Linked DNA regions of Gossypium hirsutum: region 1 is linked to region 2. Evidence: chromatin contacts called from public Hi-C data. All regions are on one chromosome and are shown on one strand. The core of a region is the stretch at or near the end of the contact, and the rest is flanking DNA. Distances in the headings are between cores, read along the strand shown. Region 1 holds the start of LOC107953094. Region 2 has its middle 4.4 kb from the start of LOC121232242.

Region 1 (2,757 bases), core at 171-2,670, 320 kb after region 2:
TAATGATTTGGCACGTGTGATTTGGAGTGAAGAAAAGAAAGCCCAAAAAGAAAAATGAATAATACCATATTTGGTCCCTGTATTTTGTTATATCATTTGATATGGTATATCCACTTTGAAAATGTCTATTTGGGTACTTTAAATATTACTTTGTAGGATGTCAGATGTCAATTTTTTATTAGAATTTTTAATTTCAAATAATAGAAGGAACCTCAAATTAAATAACTTGAAAATTGTTTTACCAAAAAATAAAAAATAAAACAAGTAGAGGATGAGAAAACAAATAGAATCCCAAGCTTGAAGGGATCTAAAAAAGAATAGTGCCAAATTGTGTTTAACTCCATGATTTAAAAAAAAAATCACGACTTTATTAACTTATACGATATATTTTCTCTTTCTTCGATATCTATAAATCACTAACTTGATTTATTATTTATTTATTTATTTCAAAATAGATGTTCTTTTTCTCTTCAATATTTCAATGATTGGTTTGTTCTGGTAATCGGATATAATTTAATTTTTAATTTATAAAAAATTACGTTCTACAAATTTTACAGATTTTTCAAATTTTGAAAACATCTTGATTCAAAAATTTAATCCCAGTCAAACATTAAAAAGTTGTTAAAAAGTTAAAAAACCAATTACAACAATAATATGTCAGCCTTGGAATGGATTCCATCTCCAATTAAGGGATATTATTGGTATAATATCGGTAAAAAGAAAAAAAAGTTTACAAGCAAGTTTAAATGATTAAAATAGATTAAATTTTTTATACAACACCTAAAATTAAGTATAATCTCTTAATCCATTCATAAATAAAAAGATAATTCACTTCAACATACAAACTTACATTCTATTGCATTAAAAACAGTATTTAAGTATTTACACGTAGACAATAAAATTTATTTATTTTTAAATAATACATTTAAAATGATTGTTGTTGTTAAATTAATTTAAATGTTGAATAACAAGTTTAACCCAGACTCAACGTGGCAATTAAGCCTTAAAAAACGCATGGATGGCACAGAATTATGGTAACAAAAACTAGAGAAAGCGAAAAAACAAAAAGGCATAATTCTTATTGTAATCCTCCTTCAAATGTTTTAGATTTAATTTGTATACTTTAATGAAATTATTTCTACAACATTATACTCTTACTATTGGATTAAGAGATTGTTGGTAGGAAAAATAATCTTAAACAGTTGTTAATTATTAAATGAATATGTTTAAATTCTAACTAAATTTTCTAGCTGCCTTAAGTGCACCAATAACCATAAAAGAACAATTAATAACGTCATCAAGTTGGATCTACCAGTATAGAATAAGATTAAATTTGAAATTCAACATAGTAAAGGACTAAAACCATAATTAGACCTAAAAAATCCTGACTTTTAAGCGAAGGCAGTTGAAATAAATGGATGGGTTTCACTTAAGATCACGGAGATTCTCCTTTACTTTGCTTCGTGATTCTCTTTCACTGTAAAACTAGAAATGCCGATTCTGTCTCTGTGTCTGACTCAGTCGACAAACCAAACCCCCTTGGAAAATGACTTATTACCCGTGATAATTCTCTGACTCTTCCCCCTATAAAAAATCTTTGTATTTCAATTATTTTTTATCCAATTTTAAAGCATAAAAAAAGATAAAAACATTTCTTACCTTTCACGAGATGTCTTTCTAACTTTGTTTGAATGCTTGGGGTTCTCTGCTCTGTTTCTTTTCTTTTTTTTTGTATAAATGAAGAGAATCGGGAGTCACATGTTGCGCTATGCTTTAAACTATTCCTACTATAATTCTTTTCTTCTATCCTTCTTAGCTTGAAGTTGGGGTCTTAGCTGCTTCTTTTTAGGTTTCTGGGTAATTTGTTAATAAAGTTGCAACCTATATAAAATTATTATTATTCTAATGGGGTCTTAATGATTTTTACTGTGTTGGGAATATTCAATTCAATACATTTTTTTGGTTGTCCTTTCTGGGTTTTGGATAATGTTCATTGGTGTTCTTGGAGAACTTCTTTGATCCTTGTCTCAGTTTCGCTACCATCTTTAATTTAATTCTATAGAAATATTTGGTTTTTTTTTTCTTTGAAGTTTTCGTTGAAAGAAAAATGAAGGGTTCTACTCTGTTTCAAGTATTAGCTATTTTATCCGTAATTGGGAGTGTTTTGAGCAAGGAGTGTACCAACACTCCAACTCAACTTTCATCGCATACTTTTCGTTACCAACTGTTGAAATCACATAACGAGACATGGAAACAAGAGATGTTTGCTCATTACCACTTGATCCCAACTGATGACTCCGCTTGGTCTGATTTATTACCAAGGAAAATCTTAAGACAAGAAGCTGATGAACTGAGTTGGTCAATGATGTATAAGAAAATGAAGAATCCTGGTAGTTTCAAGGTGGGTGGAGATTTCTTGAAGGAGATATCTCTGCATGACGTTAGATTGGATTCAGATTCGATTCAAGGAAGAGCACAAGAGACCAACTTGAAGTATTTATTGATGCTGGATGTGGATAATTTGGTTTGGAGTTTTAGGAAAACTGCAAATTTGCCAACGCCTGGGAAGCCATATGGAGGGTGGGAAGCCCCAGATATTGAGCTCCGTGGTCATTTTGTCGGTAATCATTGCTTTGCTTCCATTTCCATGCTGTCAAAAAAGCTATTAATTTACTGTCTTTTTGCATGCCATTGTAATTTATTATTAAATTATGTTATTCTGATGCGGAAACATTTAATTCAACTACTTTTTGCTCA
Region 2 (2,700 bases), core at 124-2,623:
TTCTGATAATACTCATACACTCATTGTTATGAACCCACGCATTAAAAAGCTTAAACAATCTTGGACCCATTCCACAGAACCGTACGATAATAAAATCGAGATGTGATCTGAAACAGAATGATTTAACCCCTGCTGTTGAATGACCTCGAACTTTTTGAACCAAACTTCATCTACCCAAAAACCAATCCAGTCTGCTCTTCTTATTCTCTGGGCCATACCAAGTGAATTTCCTCCTCAACAAAGGCAAATCTACCAATTTACATCTCTCTAAAGAGCTCAAAAAGTCCTTCGACCCTCTTAATAAACCTACACAATTACTTTTGTCACTTTTGTTCCTAATTGCATTAGAGTCTCCCCCAACAATCCAAAAATATGTGAACCTATCCCTAACCTCTAATATTTCTACCCAAAAAATTTTCTGCTCCAGCAACCCATTTGGCGTGTACACATTAATCAGAACCCCTTCCCACCCCTCACAACACCAATTCCTTTCCACCACAATTAAACGGTTAGTACAGTAAACCTTTCTCGTTATAAAACTTGATTTATCCCATATGGTAATAAGACCACCTGAACGTCCTACTTCAGCAGCAAATCGGAATTCAAAATAATCTTCGCCCCATATTCTTCTAACTAAATCTCCTGACACTTTCTCAAGCTTAGTTTCTTGTAGAAAACACACATTCACCCTATGAATTCTGACTAATCTATTAATCGCAACTATTTTACCATCAGAACCCAACCCCCTAATATTTCACGATACAATTTTCATTTTTCCCAATTAAAAACTCGTCCACACAATCTTAGTACAGGAAAAAACTCACCTGATTGGCAAATATGTACAGCTATACCCGACCTCCTTTACTGTTGCTCCTCAAGCCTCATAATTTCCTCGATAACGTCTCTTTCTTCTCCCAGCACCCTAAGCCCCAATTTCTTCCCAACTTCCCAAGTCTGCTTCACCTCTCTAAGAATAACCTTTCTCCTGTTGCTTAATTCTGAATCGGACAAAGAGAGGTTAACCACTTTGTCTTCACTTCCTGGCTCTGCGCTGCTCTTGCCCTTTCTTCTATTTCGATCTCTTCTTTGAATTTCTTTGGAAGACAACACCCCGTCTTGAATGGCTTGCATTGACATAATTCTTTTATTAAACTGTCTCTTCTTCCTCTTACTTCTAATAGTGTTGTAAAATTCCTCTTCTACCTCTTGGCTTATGTCCCTATCCTCTGCTTCTGGAGTTGCTAAATTAAAATTATCGATCGGGAAAATCTGATCTTCGACAGGAAGAATTTCCCTGCCCGTAAGATGCCCTTCAAACCTAAGAGAGTCCAATCTTTCGTCAATATCTACCAGCCCAACTTGACCCTCCCTTTGACCCAAACCCAACACCAGGCCCATGTTGGCAACATCCTCATATGCCCGGTCCATTCCACTATTCGGCCTACTAACCCCCGCATCAACTTCGGCTGAAATTCCCACACTAAGGGTGCGTTTGTTTGCTGTAAAATGGTTTCTGGAAAATATTTTACATCATTTCCGGTGTTTGTTTGGGGGAAAATGAATTCCTTTAGGAAACCATTTTCCAAAACACGGTAAAATCAAGCCCATTCCTCCGGAAATTGTCTTACGGCTTCAAAATTGGTAAGACATTTTCCATTCTTCTCTAAGCAGACATTTTCTGTTCTCTTCTAAGCAGCAGACATTTTCCATTCCTCAAAGCTTCCGCCTCTCCTCATCTCTGCCTTGCCATCTCTGTCTCTCAGCATCTTCCTTCTCCATCTTTCTGCTCCATAGATCTGTTGGTGAGTCACCCAAAAGCTTCAAGTTTTTTATGAAATTGGTGGTTTTTTGCTGGATTTTCCAGAAATCGGAAGAAGGATGAAAATTCATCCTCTTCTTCCCTACACCACTCGACCCCCAATTCTTCACTACAGGGAAGCTTTCCCTTTTAATTTTCTTGCTATTTTCTGTATAAAAATCTCAACATTTCTACCTTCAAAGCTTCAGTTAGTAGATGCGATTGACCCGATTCATTTCTTATCTCTTATCGTTTTTTTATTTGTTTATTCCTTAGTTGGAATTTTAACTTTATTTTATCGCATTTTGTTGTGTAATTTTAGGGTTGCTGAATTTCTTAAACGAATTAAGCTTAATACTCTAATGTTCACTTCTTTTTGTATAGTTAATGATTATCATCATTTACGTTACCGTGGATTTTAGAAACCCCATAACTATTCTTACTATTGTTGTATTGTGTTTCCATTGTCGATTTTATTAGGCATTCATGGATGTCTGTTAACTTGCTTGGGGCGTTTTTGAGCTTTCATATAGGATAGCAGATTAGTAGCGTCCCATGTGGAGATTTTAGCTTCACCAGTGGTTAAATAATCCTTTTTTTTCATGGAGACAGTAGATGTTGAGCTGAAGTGGACTAAGAGCATTTCCAGTTCCTCTAATTTTTAAGTAGTTTCTGAGTACAATGATGTTCCTCTAATTTTTGCAGGGCTATTGAGCACCCAACTTTTTCAGCACTTACAAGACCATTGTGTGATCTGTATTCAACTTATTCCTCCCCTTCTAGTTGCAACGATAAAAGAAACTCAGGGTATATAGATGTTGTTGTAGTTCTGAATGCCGTGGGTCTTCTTTACTGGAGTAAATTGTTAATGCTTTTATTCCTTTGCATTATAATTGATTCCA

Evidence for each region. A called contact is a pair of places that touch in the nucleus more often than the background predicts.
Region 1: a contact with region 2 is called in a Hi-C map of leaf, with 2.3 times the contacts expected there. The contact joins the promoter of LOC107953094 here to the enhancer-like site in region 2. A contact is called at or near these places in 3 of 34 Hi-C or Micro-C datasets (all in leaf).

What each region holds. Positions count from the first base shown.
Region 1 is chrA07:26,438,958-26,441,714 of Gossypium_hirsutum_v2.1, forward strand. It overlaps LOC107953094, which reads left to right and starts at 1,421. Exons shown (of 12, transcript XM_016888316.2): 1 at 1,421-2,621. The coding sequence starts at 2,108.
Region 2 is chrA07:26,118,363-26,121,062 of Gossypium_hirsutum_v2.1, forward strand. No RefSeq gene overlaps it. Among protein-coding and RNA genes, the nearest start is that of LOC121232242, 4.4 kb to the right of the region's middle. Within about 2 kb of position 1,374, at least 9 of the 9 cell types and tissues checked have an H3K27ac peak or open chromatin away from gene starts, as enhancers often do. A contact at or near this core is called in leaf, where this site is marked.